Regions from separate parts of the Muntiacus reevesi genome. Here region 1 is linked to region 2. Evidence: chromatin contacts called from public Hi-C data. All regions are on one chromosome and are shown on one strand. The core of a region is the stretch at or near the end of the contact, and the rest is flanking DNA. Distances in the headings are between cores, read along the strand shown. Region 1 holds the start of C4H3orf18 (chromosome 4 C3orf18 homolog). Region 2 holds the start of DCAF1 (DDB1 and CUL4 associated factor 1).

Region 1 (6,328 bases), core at 2,705-5,204, 480 kb after region 2:
CCATGAACTTGGTGGGGCTGGAGGAAGCTGGACCCTGCTCCCCACACAGGTTTGGTCCACGGTGCTCACCTTTGCAAACGGTAGCTACTCAGCTCCTGGATACACTGTAGCTGCCAAGGGGTCAGGGGCTGGGTCCAAAGTTCTGGCCTCAGGCTCTGAAACTGACCCATAGAGAACATGAGTGGCTGGCTCCCCTGACCCGGGTTTCTCTCGTTGATGTTGCTGGTGGGTCCAACACTGGCCACCCTGGTCATCCCTGAAGCCCTAGTGCCTGACACACACTGTAACAGTTTCTTAGATGGGTGACTTAAGTATTTGCCTAAGACATTCCTTCAGAAAAATCCCATCATTTTCAGCTCAGCACTCTCAGAGGAGTGGAAAAGGCTGGATGTCCCTTCCCCGGGGCCTCCCTCCCCCAACTCCCTGCCCTCCTAGCAACGCTGCACTTAACTGTTTTGGCTCCAAGGACATGAGCCACGATGTACTCACTGGATTCCCGGGCCTCAGGGATGCCCTTTTCCTCAAAGACCGCTGTCCAGTGGCTGACCACTTTGGTGGCACTCAACAACCCAGTCAGAGGTTGATGGGGTTGCCATGAGCTAAAGGCGCAGCCCCAAATGCCTCTCCTCCACCCCAGGCCAGAGAGGAGGGCCCTCAGCATTCTGCCCCAAAGCTCCACGTCTCAGGGAAAGGATCCCTTGAGTACTTCCCCGAGGTGCCCAGGTCTTTCTTGTGATGTCAGCTGCTGAGGATGGTGACTGGACTCAGCTGGAAGGAGATGGAGTGGTCACAGGCTCTGGGTCTTCAGCATGACTGGTCCTCAGATGCGGCTGCCCTGGAATAGAGGAGAACCAGGACAGCAGCTGAGCCTCACGGGACTCATTCTTCTCTGACCTGTTGCCTGTGAGAGGGCATGCTTTGCTGTTCCCTCTCTGACTCCATTTTATACCTTCACCCATCTACTTGAGTTTTCTTGCCTTGGTCAGTGACATTTTCTTCAGGTCTTTGGCTCACGTGATCTGAATCCATGGTTCAGTCCCTGATAATAAATGGACTTGCAGGCTTGGAGTTTGAAGAGATCTATTTGACCCAGAGTGTGACCTTGGGAAAGTCATTATTTCTGAGTTTTAGTTTCTTCCTCCATACAACAGAGGAAAGAAATAACACAAACTCCCTGGTGAGCAGTGCGTCAGTCAATGAATGTCTAGGGCCTGGGAGGCATCTCAACACACAGAGGGAGTCAATATTACATGCTCTTAACTAGTATTACTAGGGGAGAAGACTGCTTTTGCTTGGGAGTTTTGCTTTTGACATTTAGCATGTACTGTCATTGATTTATGGGCTTCCCAGGTGGAGCTAGTGGTAAAGAACCCGCCTGTCAATGTTGGAGATGTATGCAGCACAGATCGGAACCCTGGGTTGGGAAGATTCCCCCGGAGGAGTGCATGGCAGCCCACTCCAGTATTCTTGCCTGGAGAATGCCATGAACAGAGCAGCCTGGCAGATAACAGTCCACAGGGTCACAAAGAGTTGGATACAAAGCGACTTAGCACACCTACACATTATTGATTTGTATGCTGAAAATCACCCCTCCGCCCAATTTAACCCATGGTCCTAAACACCAGCATAAACTGCCAACTAAAAATTTGACAATTTGTTGGACTTCACCGGTGGTCCAGTGGTTTGGAATCCGCCAGCCAATGCAGGGGACACAGGCTCAATCCCTGGTCAGGGAAGATCTCTCATGCCATGGGCCAACTAAGCCAATGAACCACAACTACTGAAAACCGCACGCCCTAGAGCCTGTGCTCTGCAACGAAAGAAGCCACCACAATGAGAAGCCCCCGCATTGCATCAAGAGAAAGCCTGAGCGCAACAAGGAAGACCCAAGACCCAGCGCAAACAAAAATAAAGACACAAACAAATACCTTTTAGATGACAATTTTTGTTAACTTTACATTAAAATGATCACAAACACATTTAGCTGAGGATTTTAAATCAGTGGTCTCCTTTCCTCTTACAAGGACCTGGCTTCAAACTAGCCTTTATTAAACAACTGTTCGGTGCCGCTCTTCAGGGACAAGCAGGAAGGAAAACAAGACTCCGAGACGGGAAGCAACCTGCCCAAAGTCACCCAGCTAGTATCTGTTCCAGGCAAAACACAAAACCTTCGGACTCCGGAGGCAGCTCTTACTACCAGAGCGCTGGCCAAGGAGTAGCCGAGGCCTGAAGTCGGGCGCAGCTTCTTCCTCTCGGCAAGACTGCCTTTAACCAAGCCTGTTTCTCCATCTGTACAACGGGGCCACAGACTTTCTGAGGAAGGCTACCAGAACTCTGAAGAACTCGAGGTCTCGAAGGTGTTCCTCATACCTTTCTAATAGGCTACTACACTCTCCCGCCACCCTGAAGAAACTGCCGCGGGTTCGGCTCCCGGATGTGCATAACCCGGATGTGCATAACCCGGATGTGAGCGCCCCAGAGAGACTCTGCTTCCGGGGTTGGTTCATTCGAGAAAGGGCTCGGGCGGATTCCGTTGACCAGCTCCAGGGTTCCTAGAACCGCTGGGTTGCACCTCGGACGCCCCTGCGGGCCAGTGGCGGGGGGTTGGGGGGTGGGGTGGGTATGAACGCCTTGCACACTACTTCCGCAGGCCCACGGTGGGAAAGGGTGGCGTTGTGTTAGGGTTGCTCCCCAGACAGTCTTCCTGAAGGTCGCAGCAGGAATACGGCTGTAGCCTGCGGTGACTGGTACCGAGTCCGGAGATGTGTAGGCCACCCGAAAGGAGGCGTGTCATCAGCTGCCAGGAGTCCAAGGGATCCGGCGCTATGCGCAGGGGCGTGGCCTAACATAGACTATGTCTGGGTAGAGCGGCACGTGGGCGTAGCCCAGTGTTGGGGGCGGGCACTAATTTGAGGCGTGGCACCCAGTGTTCAGGACCTGGACAGGACCAGTGTCCAGGACCAGGTGGCGACTGGACCCCAGGGCCGCTCTTGACCCTCTAACCCCTGTTTTAGGGTTTGGAGCAGGCAGCTCTAAAGTATTAGTAGACCAGGGTTTGAATCCGACTCGTCGGCGGGCTTTGTCCAGGTCGTCTGTGTGCGCCTCAGTTGCTCCTATAAAATTCATGGCAGGGCCTCTCAAGTGTGGCCTGCCAATGCCACTTCCCCCCGCCCTCGAGTCTATTGTTAACTAGATCACTGTTGACTAAACTACTGTTAAACATGCAGTTTCCGAGGCTCCGTCCCAGACCCGGGGATCTGTATTTGTAACAAGCTATTAACAAGCGATCCCCATAAGTTCCTCTGAAAACCTGAGAATTAGAAGGTATCTGAAAACTCCTCACTCTAGAGGTGATCGCGCTCTGGATGGAGGGGTATACGTAGGTTTTCCTGGGTGCACGTGCCCAATAATGCCTCTCCAATAATAATACCGTTCCATCTCCCTATTTCTCTGAAAGATGCCTCATTTCTAGCCAGAGGTGGGTATCATTTACCAACAGCCCTCACACCAGAGCCCATCTGAGCAGGAAGCTAAGAGCCAGGGAGGAGACGCGTCTTGCTCTAGTTCACCAAGCTAGTGGAGCGTCCAGCCAGAGTTCAACGCTGGCTCAAGGACTCCTAGTTTAGTGCTCTCCACAAACCTCTGCCCACCCGCATTCGGGGAGCGCGAGTCTGTCCTGGTGGAGATGAAGCCCGGGCTAGCCGGTGGCCAGAGTTCTGCCCTTAAGAAAGGCCTGGCCGCCCACAGTCCCCCGCGCAATTCTACTTGGGCCACGGAAGATGAGCAGTGGTCTGCTAGAGCTGAGACCCGGCTCCCACTCTCGCTGGGGGCAGAGCCAGATTTGAGCGGCAGGCCAGCGGACCAATGCAGAGCCGGCTCTGGGCCTGACAGCCAATCCGGGGTCGGGGGCGCAGGGCTGGCAGGGACGAGACTAGCTGGAGCAACGCGAAGACGCCAGGCTGCTGGCCTCAGCCCCACCCCCGCGGTGGGTCCCGGCCGGGCCTGTCGGTGTTCAGGCTGGCAGAGCGAGCGCTCGGCTGTGGGCGGTGCGACGTCACAGGCACAGCCCAGGAGGTCCACCCAGGGAGGGCGGACCTCTGGTCGGACCCGCCGCCCCCTGCCCTAGGACCTGGGGGGTCCACCCCCAACCTTGCCCCCGCCTCCTGCCGGTCGCCACCACCCTTAACCTCTCCGGCTGAGCTCGGCGCCCCAGAGAGGATTAAGTAAGTGCTGAGGTCGCCGCTTCTGTGCAAGAATGGAGGAATCAGAGGGGCGAAGGTGGGGATGGGGATTGGAGTAGCGAGGAATGATGAACCTGGTGGAGAACGGTATGTGGGTTCTCGGACGTCGTAGCGCCCAACCCTTTTCCTCCCCGATTCCGTTTCTTGCCCTTTGGAACATGAGGCAGTCCTGAACAGTGATGAGCAGGGCCCTTTCTCTCCTTTGGAAGGAAGAATAAACAGAGCCCCAGAGCAAGTGTTAAGGGTCTGGCCCAAGGTCACATCTCGGGGTCAGTGGCAGAACCAAGAAAGGACCTGGGACTCCTGACAAGCCCAGCCTACCTAGAGGCAGAGGACAGAGAGCGGAGATGAGCCTCTCCCATCCCATGTTTCTGTGCCAGCCTTGCCCCTTCCTAAGGGGCCGTCCCGGGTGTGTGCCCACCTCACACACACCCATGCACCCACACAAGGAGGCATCCCACATATACCCATGAGCTAGCGCACAGCGTGTGTATGCAGCCATGATCTGTGCATTGCTCCTCCCTGTAGGCCTGCCCTTCTGCAGTTTGGCTGGGACTTCTTTCCACTCGGTCTTATCCAGAGCCTTTTGGCCTGGGAAGGCCAAAGTCACAGCCTGGACTGGGCATATCACCCACCCTGTGCTCCCAAGGGAGGAGGGATGGGTAGGAGAAGTCATCTCAGAATGGGAGCTCCATTCTTACCTCTGAAGATTCGCTCTCCTTGACTGTCTCCTGGTCCCTGACAGCCTCGGCTCCCCTGTAGGGGTCCAGGGACCCAAGAACCTACAGAGAAAGCCCATCAGAGGCCCTGAATGTAGCCTTTTTCTCCTTCTTGTCTTCTGGCCTTGCCACACCTGTCCCTGCCCTCCCTCCAAGCACAGGCTGGACGACACACAGCAGAGTGGGTGCAGGGGCTTCTGTGGCCCCCCTTTCCCAAATGGAGTGGCCAGAGGGAGAAGAGCAAACAGTTACTGGGTGCTTACTGTGGATAAGGGTTGTACTGAGCTAAGTCATTTCTAGGGACTACTTCATTTGATATGTCAGTGACCCTCTCACCCTTTCTGTGAGGGAGGTGCCCTTAATGCCTCCAGTTTAGACTCAGGGAAACTGAGACAGGGAGAGGTGGTTGACTTACCTAGGGTCACTCAATTAAGTGGCTGAACCAGAATTCATAGACAGGCCTGTCTGATCATTGTGCAAGGAAAAAGCTGCAGTATTTTTTTTTCTTTTTCCTCCAAGCAGGAGGTGAGGCATGGGGGGTGGGGCGCAGGCAGGATGTAAGAAGATGAAGAGCGTGGGGAGTAGCGGCTGGGGATGGGAAGTGGACTTTTTCTTTCAAACCTCCCCACTACCTTTCACATCTTCTGAGTATGATCGCTGTGATAATCTTATCCACAAAGAGGGGGCAGGGCTTCATTTTCATGTCCCTAAATGCACATGGGATCTATAGTATATGAAGCACATATCCTGATGGTCCCTGAACTTTCCCTTGCCCTCAAACTTTGATTTCCCCTGTGCCTTCAGAACTTAGGGGGATTTCATCTCACCAGAATCCCATCCTCAGCCTCATGTTTCGTTTTTTTTTTTTTTTTCTTTCCAGCACCCACGGAGCTCCCTTTTAAGGACATATGGGTAGTGGGGGCTGCAGGCTGGGACACCCCCGATGTGAGTGAGTGGGCAGGTTGGCTGACCACAAGCAGTCTCTCAGCATCAGCATGGACTCCAGGATCCCATCTGCTCAGGGCTGGATCAGCAGCCGCCCACCCACCTCTGAGTCTGACCTGGAGCCTGCCACAGACGGGCCAGCTTCTGAGACCACCACCCTCAGCCCAGAAGCCACCAGCTTTAATGACACCAGAATCCCTGACGTGGCTGGTGGCACCACCGGCGTGGGCACAATGCTTCTGTCCTTCGGGATCATCACCGTCATCGGCCTGACTGTGGCCATGGTGAGAGCTGGTGCAGGCTGGGGGCTGGCCCACGTGGCCGTCACTTGGCAGAAGGGTGATCAGCAGTTAGATTTTAGGGAATCTATTCAGAACACAATGGTCTGTTAGTGATAGTACAGTCCTTTCCTTTCCCAGGGAT
Region 2 (6,341 bases), core at 1,679-4,178:
ATTGCTAGATAAAATATAGCATGTCCAGTTCCATTTTAATTTCAGATGAAGAAGAACTAAAAATAGAGAAGTCTGTCTTAAATATTGCAGGGAGCTCCTCACTCTGGCTGGGCCCCTGGTTACATGGGAGTTAGGGCAGGGTTGAAGGGGGGTTGCTGTTTCATTTCTTACCTGACTCCTGTGTGGGCTGGAGGCAGGGGCTGGGGGACTGACTTCTGGAGACTGCAGTGTCTGCAACTACTGGATGAGGTGCAGCCTTGGCGGTTTTTCACTCTGTGAAATGGAATTAGTGGACTTGGATGCAGTCATGCAGGGGTGCTTGCTTTGCACACTGCCTCTGAAATGAGGGCAGTGTTCCATCTTTATAGGGGGCTGTAGGGGGCTCCCAGGAAGGGGGAAGGCACCCAGGGAATGATTAGAATTCCCTTTTGGCCGAGGTTGGGGTCCCCGGAGCTTGGACCTGTTACTCCTGGACACTTGCAGTAGTCTTGTTCAACCAACAGCAGAGTGGGAAGAGATGTGGGGGAGAGGAGGAGGCACAGGAGTTGTGATGGGAGCACCTGGGTTCAGTGAACATGGAAGCATGTGATGGGAGAGAAGGGGAGGTGGAAAAGGGAAGAGGGAGGGATAGGGGAGACAAGGGGAAGGGGAGGAGAATGCCAAAGTGCAGAGGACTTGGTGTTATCACTTTTTTCCTAGCCCAGTGCATGGGCATGTGTGGGGATGAAGGCCGGATGGAGCATACCTGAGTCTGGGGGACTTGGTGCTGAGCTCCTCTTGCCCTCCCTCTGCCACTGGGCAGCCCTGCAAGCATGACTTCTTGCCCTTTGAAGCTTCTTTCTGAGGTGCACCACAGCGGAAGACAGGCAGAGGCAGGGCGGAGGGAGACAAAGTCCAGAAATGTTGTTCCAAAGAGGCCAAGGAATCTCTTTTTCCAATGACTCAGGCGTGATGCGCCAGGCCAAGCTGAGAGTGTGGGCCCGATTATTTGTAGCTTTGTGTTCACCATGTACTTAAGTGTGAAAAGGCTGGCTGTGAGGACTGGTGGCAGTGCGCGGGAGTGCTTGAGTCTCTGGCACCTGTGCTTGACCTATGAAATGTGTCAGTGTGTATGAAATGTGTGTGTAGCCCAGGGGAGTCTAGGAGTGCCTACAGATGTGTGGCAGTGTACGTGGGGAGCTTTTGGCAGAGGTAGGGGGGCCGCAGGCATTACAGAACAGATTATGGAGGGAGCAGTTGCTAGACAGGCTCTGAATTATCTCCTGTTCTGCTTCCACCGCCCCCTGGGCCCTGGCTTCTCCAAAGGGCCTCTGGGATATACCCCTTATTCCCATCATTTATCCAGCACCCCAGGCTGATTTTCTGAAGATGAGCAGCGCCATCTGGTGGCAGGCTGAGGCTGTGACAGGAGTAGAGGAACTGGGAACCTGGGTTCCTGCAAGAGGTCTGCCTTTCAGGACCCCAGTCAGTGGGGAAGCTGCACCGCACTGGCTGGCTCATGGATAGAGGGAGGGTATCTAAGGCTTGAATGCTCCATGCTCATGCATTTTGGGTTCATGGTCCACGGAATCACAGCATGAAAGTCAGCTGCAGGAGTGTTGGAAGACAGATGTAGGAAAGTTATTGGTCCACAGCCTCTGCACCGACAAACCTGGGCCCCATTCCATGGGGAACCAATCTGGGCTCAGATTTCTCCTCTGTGGAGGTGGCGAACTGTACCTACCCTGTGGGGGTGGTAGTGAGGGTTGTGTGGGTAAAACACTTGGCTCAGAGCTATGAAGTCAAAGGAAATGCTAGTGGCTATTACTGAGATAGGCAAAATCCCAGAGGCATAGAGAACAGAACTGTGTGGCATTGCAGAGAGGTGACATGTCTGCGTGCTGCCACCCAACATTCTAGAATTTTGTGCCTGAACATCAGCTGTTTAAAGTTACAAACCTAAGTGAAGGAGGGAGGTCTCTTCTTAAAGGCGGGTAACGCGATCCTGTGAGCAACAGAACTAAGAGACCCAGCATCCAGGCTCAGGCTAGCTTCTTACTAGCTATGGAACCTGAGCATGGCAGCAAACTTGCTGTGTCCCATTTTTCCCATGTGAAATTGCTGTGAGGACGCCATAAAAATGCGTAGGAACTTGCTCAGGACTCCTAGGAATAAAGGCTGGGTAGGATCTCCGTTAGGGAGAGAGTATGCCCAGTTGTGATGCTTACCTTTCACGTCTCCAAAAAGGGATCCCAGAGTCGGAGTCAGGAGTCCTTCTGGTTCTGTTGCTAATTGGTTGTGTGATGTTAGTCAAGTCACTCACACTCTCGGTCTCACTTTTCCCAGCTGCAAAATAAAGAAATTAGATGACGTCCGAAGTCAGCTCTGCCTCAATCTATTTCCTTTTGATGCTTTCCTTTTCTCTGCTTCACATATAATACCTAGGATGAATTTTTTTTTATTCTACAGGCTAGGTCTTGAACAGAAAGACAAAAACCAAAGCCTTTTGTTTAATGAGTGCCGTGATTTCTCACACGCTTTGGGAAATATTTTCTTAGATCCTGGTATGTTCTAGGTCCAATGGAGCAAATGGGAGACTAAAAGACTTTACATGTCACACAGGGCCGAATAAAGTACTGAGAAGGTACCCAGCAGTTCCGGTGTTGGCCTGGGAGGATCGAGTCTCACTTTTCGCTTCCGTCTTCCTGAGCAGCCAATAAGTACGTAGCAGTTCGCGTTTATACTAAAACTACAAGCCCCAGAAGTCAACGCGCGGGGCATAATGCCCACGCGCCAACCACGACTCGGTGGGTCCCGCCCCTAGGGGCGGAACTTCATTTCCCAAGCGGCGCCGGGGCTCGCCTTGGTGTTCTCCTCCCGCCTCGGCAGTCCTCGCGCCAAGTCGGGAGGAGCGCGCGCGCGCGCGCAGGGTACGTAGCACGAGAGTGACGCATAATATGTGGGCCGCTCCGGAGCCGTGGTCGCGCTGTGTGTGAGTGAGGGAGAGTGAGTGCAGGACCTGAGGCTGTGTGTGTGAACTGTGGCCGCTGGCGGGGTCAGGGGGGAGCGGCAGAGCCGCCCGGGAAGGTGAGTGGGGAAGGAAGGGGGACGGCTCTTTGAGAGGGGCGCGAGGAGACAGGGTGCGTGGTCGGGCGGGCGGGAGAGTGGGCGCCGGGCTGGGGGAGGGGCGGCACCTGCCTGGGCCGCCGGCTGGGAGGGGGCGGGCCGGGCCTCCCGGGAGGCTTGGTCCAGGGCCTGACTAGACTTTTACTCTTCCAGATTTGGGGCTCGGGGGGCGGGGCCTCCACGTTCTTCCTCCAGTCCGCAAAAGAAGCTTCCCAAGAGTAACTCTTCCGCCCGGAGTGGGGGGCAAGGGTGTGCCCGCCCCTGCCTGGGGGAGGGGCGCTTCTCATTCCGCTCATCACCTTTTACTTCCCAGTCCTCCTAGTCTTCGCTCTGTGCGAGATAGAGGGTGTGGGGGGGTGGTCTCCATCTTCCTTGCCCTACGACGGCCCCCTTCCCATTCTGTGTCTCCGCCTCTAGCTCCAGTCACCTGGGCGGGCTCTCTCCTCCCTCGGCCTCGTGCCACCTCCCTCTAGCACCCGCCCGGCTCTCTTTCGGGCGAGGTGGGGCGGGGCTCTCCCGGGACTCCTCCCACCCCCCCCCCCCACCCCCCGGTGGAGGGGAGGGGCGGAAGGCGAGGTGTGAGGTTCTGCTGATTAGAGCCAAACGTTGGCGCGCCCGCCAACCTTCCTGGGATCCTGTTAACGAGGGTTATAGTTGTTTTTAACTGAGTGTCATTCGTTTGCTTAATTCTCTCTTCTTAGACGGTTTGCGTCTCACTTCCTCTTATTGCACTGTTAGCGCTCGGTATCGTTTTTGTTGAGGAAGTAGTTTGGGGCTGTTCGTAGAGGTTCTTTTTGAGTCCCAGATGACTCGTTCATGTCACGTTGGCCTCAGTTTTTCCTTACTCTTGTCTTTTCAATGAAGCCTTTAAATTAGTCTACGTGTTTTAATTATTAGTAGCATCTTGTTCTAAACGCTTTGTTAATGTACGGAATGAGGTTCATTGGCAATGTTCTGTAATTTTCTTCTCATTAAACCTTAAATGGTTTATGTGAACTTGTATTAGACTCTAGGAATTTACTGTTCTTCTGCTTGATGCTATCAAAATTTGAGTTTTGTATATTGCAGTTATTCATTTTTGAGTGGTAATATGTTTTTTAATACAAAGGAAATAGATACAGAATTTGGGAACTATAAAGGAAATCCTTTTATGCTCAAAATATCTTAGTTGTTGAGCACAGCGTTTTACTGTTCTCTTGTACAGTAATGGGACTTAATAGAGGAGGAGTCTGGTAGAATGAGCCACTTGTTAGTTTGAAGTGATTGAGGTAAGTTGGTTTCTTACCAAATTATTTATGTTGTTTCTGTCATGGTTATGGACAGTAATAGACTGCTGCTATACAGGATCTCACATGTCATACTAATTATTAGGTAAATTTTATTTGAAGCTCCAAATTTGTGTTTTTCCCCAGTGTGTGTGTGTGTGTGTGTGTGTGTGTGTTTTAAATAAAGATTGCGTACAAGTATCTGTTTCAGAATCGTAACCTTATAGGATCTCTCCTTACTGTGAACTTTTTTTAGGCTTTGGGATAGTTTTTAAGCTAATAGGCTATACAGTACTGTGTATTACAAAAAGACAGATTTTATGGTTTAATTCAAAAGTTACAAAAGGTAACAAAATAGTGGGACAGTGGTAGAGCTAGGATAGTGATACAGTGAAAATTCTTTCTTCTACCTTTATCCTTCAGAAAGTCAGTTACCTGCCCAAAAGTAATATTTTCTGTTTCTTAGGTATTCTTCCAGGGACAGACAGACACACACACACACACACACACAAACTTTGGTTTTATCACTTGACAGTGTACTGAGAGTTGGTCCATATAGGAAAGGAAATGCTTCTCAGTATTCTTCTGCTTTTTAACTAGGAAAAAATTCAAGTATATTAAAAACTTGAGAGAATAGTAAAATGAATACTTGTTTATCCATCTAGAGTCAGCAGTTGTTATTATTTTGCCTCGTAGATGTGGTATATATTTTGTGGAACTATTTGAAAATAAGTTGCAGGTGCAGCACCCCTAAATACTTGGGTAGGCATCATTTGGGATGAAGGATTTTCTACTTTTTGTCTTCTTTGAGTGGCTTGAGAGATCTTAGTTCCCTAACCAGGGATTGAACCCAGGGCCCTGGTAGGTAGAGTCCTAACCATTGAACCACCAGTAAATTCCCTCTACATATCTTTTGTAGAGCTTTATATTATTCCATTTTATGGACAGGATTATTGTTTAACTCTCACAACAACCATTTCCCTTTTACAGATAAGGAAATTGAGGTTTGGAAAAGTTAAGTAACTTGACCAAGATCTCACAGATATGTTGGCAGAGTTGGGATTTGAATGCTTGAACCCCTTTTCTACCAAGTACCAGTTGAATGGCCTTGGGGACATCTCTAAGCCCCTTTCCTCATCTGTAAAATAAGGACAATATGGCAGTAAAATTTCAGGATAATAATCAAGTGTCTGTCTCATACTAATATTCAGTGATTGATAACTATTGTATCATTATTAGACTGGCCATAAATTCTGCATACCATTTGAAGAACTCACTTTGAAACATGGAATTAGTAATGTACCTTCACTGTCTTGTCCATAACAAGATGGCTACACCTTTTGCATTTTTTTAATAGTCTTTCATAGAGAGTAAAATGAATTTTCATTGATATTATTGTCTTAGTTTAAGTTTATCTTTTCTCTAGGCAAATGATTTTTCCCAAAGTTATAGTTATATTTGGACATAGTTAATTTGAAATTTTGAAAATGGTACTAGAAGTCCATGTGTGTTTTTAAATTGAACTCTAAAATTTTACTATTTTATATATTTTTATTTTTTATTTTTATTTTTTTAAATTTTACTATTTTAATACACTTGAGTTGACCTTCATTAGAGATATTATTTCCTTTAAACTTTGCTTTTATAAGCCCTACTAGGCTGAGTGCTTAAGTTATCCAAGAGACATTCCCTCTTGGACCTTTTCCCCCCTCATTTAAAAAAATGGTAACATTCATATACCATAAATTAACCGTTAATCATTTAGTAGATTAGCAGTGTTGTGCAACCATCACCTCCTTTAGTTCCAAGAAATTTTCATCACCTCACAAGGAAACCATATATCCATTAAGCAGTCGCTCCCTACTTCTCCCTCCCCCAAACTCCTGGCAACCATTTAGCAGCTTTCTGTATATGGATTTGCCTATTCTAAATGTTTCATAGAAATAGAATCATAGAATATGTGACCTTTTC

The links. A called contact is a pair of places that touch in the nucleus more often than the background predicts.
Region 1: a contact with region 2 is called in a Hi-C map of muscle, with 6 times the contacts expected there. The contact joins the promoter of C4H3orf18 here to the promoter of DCAF1 in region 2. A contact is called at or near these places in 2 of 3 Hi-C or Micro-C datasets (blood and muscle).

What each region holds. Positions count from the first base shown.
Region 1 is chr4:107,752,398-107,758,725 of mMunRee1.1, forward strand. It overlaps C4H3orf18 (chromosome 4 C3orf18 homolog), which reads left to right and starts at 3,955. Exons shown (of 5, transcript XM_065935359.1): 1 at 3,955-4,223; 2 at 5,841-6,189. The coding sequence starts at 5,956. It overlaps HEMK1 (HemK methyltransferase family member 1), which reads right to left and starts at 3,670. Exons shown (of 11, transcript XM_065933608.1): 1 at 3,651-3,670; 2 at 452-835; 3 at 70-161. The coding sequence starts at 661.
Region 2 is chr4:107,274,492-107,280,832 of mMunRee1.1, forward strand. DCAF1 (DDB1 and CUL4 associated factor 1) reads left to right here and starts at 2,929. Exons shown (of 24, transcript XM_065933594.1): 1 at 2,929-3,066. It overlaps LOC136167812 (a long non-coding RNA gene), which reads right to left and starts at 2,597. Exons shown (of 6, transcript XR_010663112.1): 1 at 2,208-2,597; 2 at 172-273.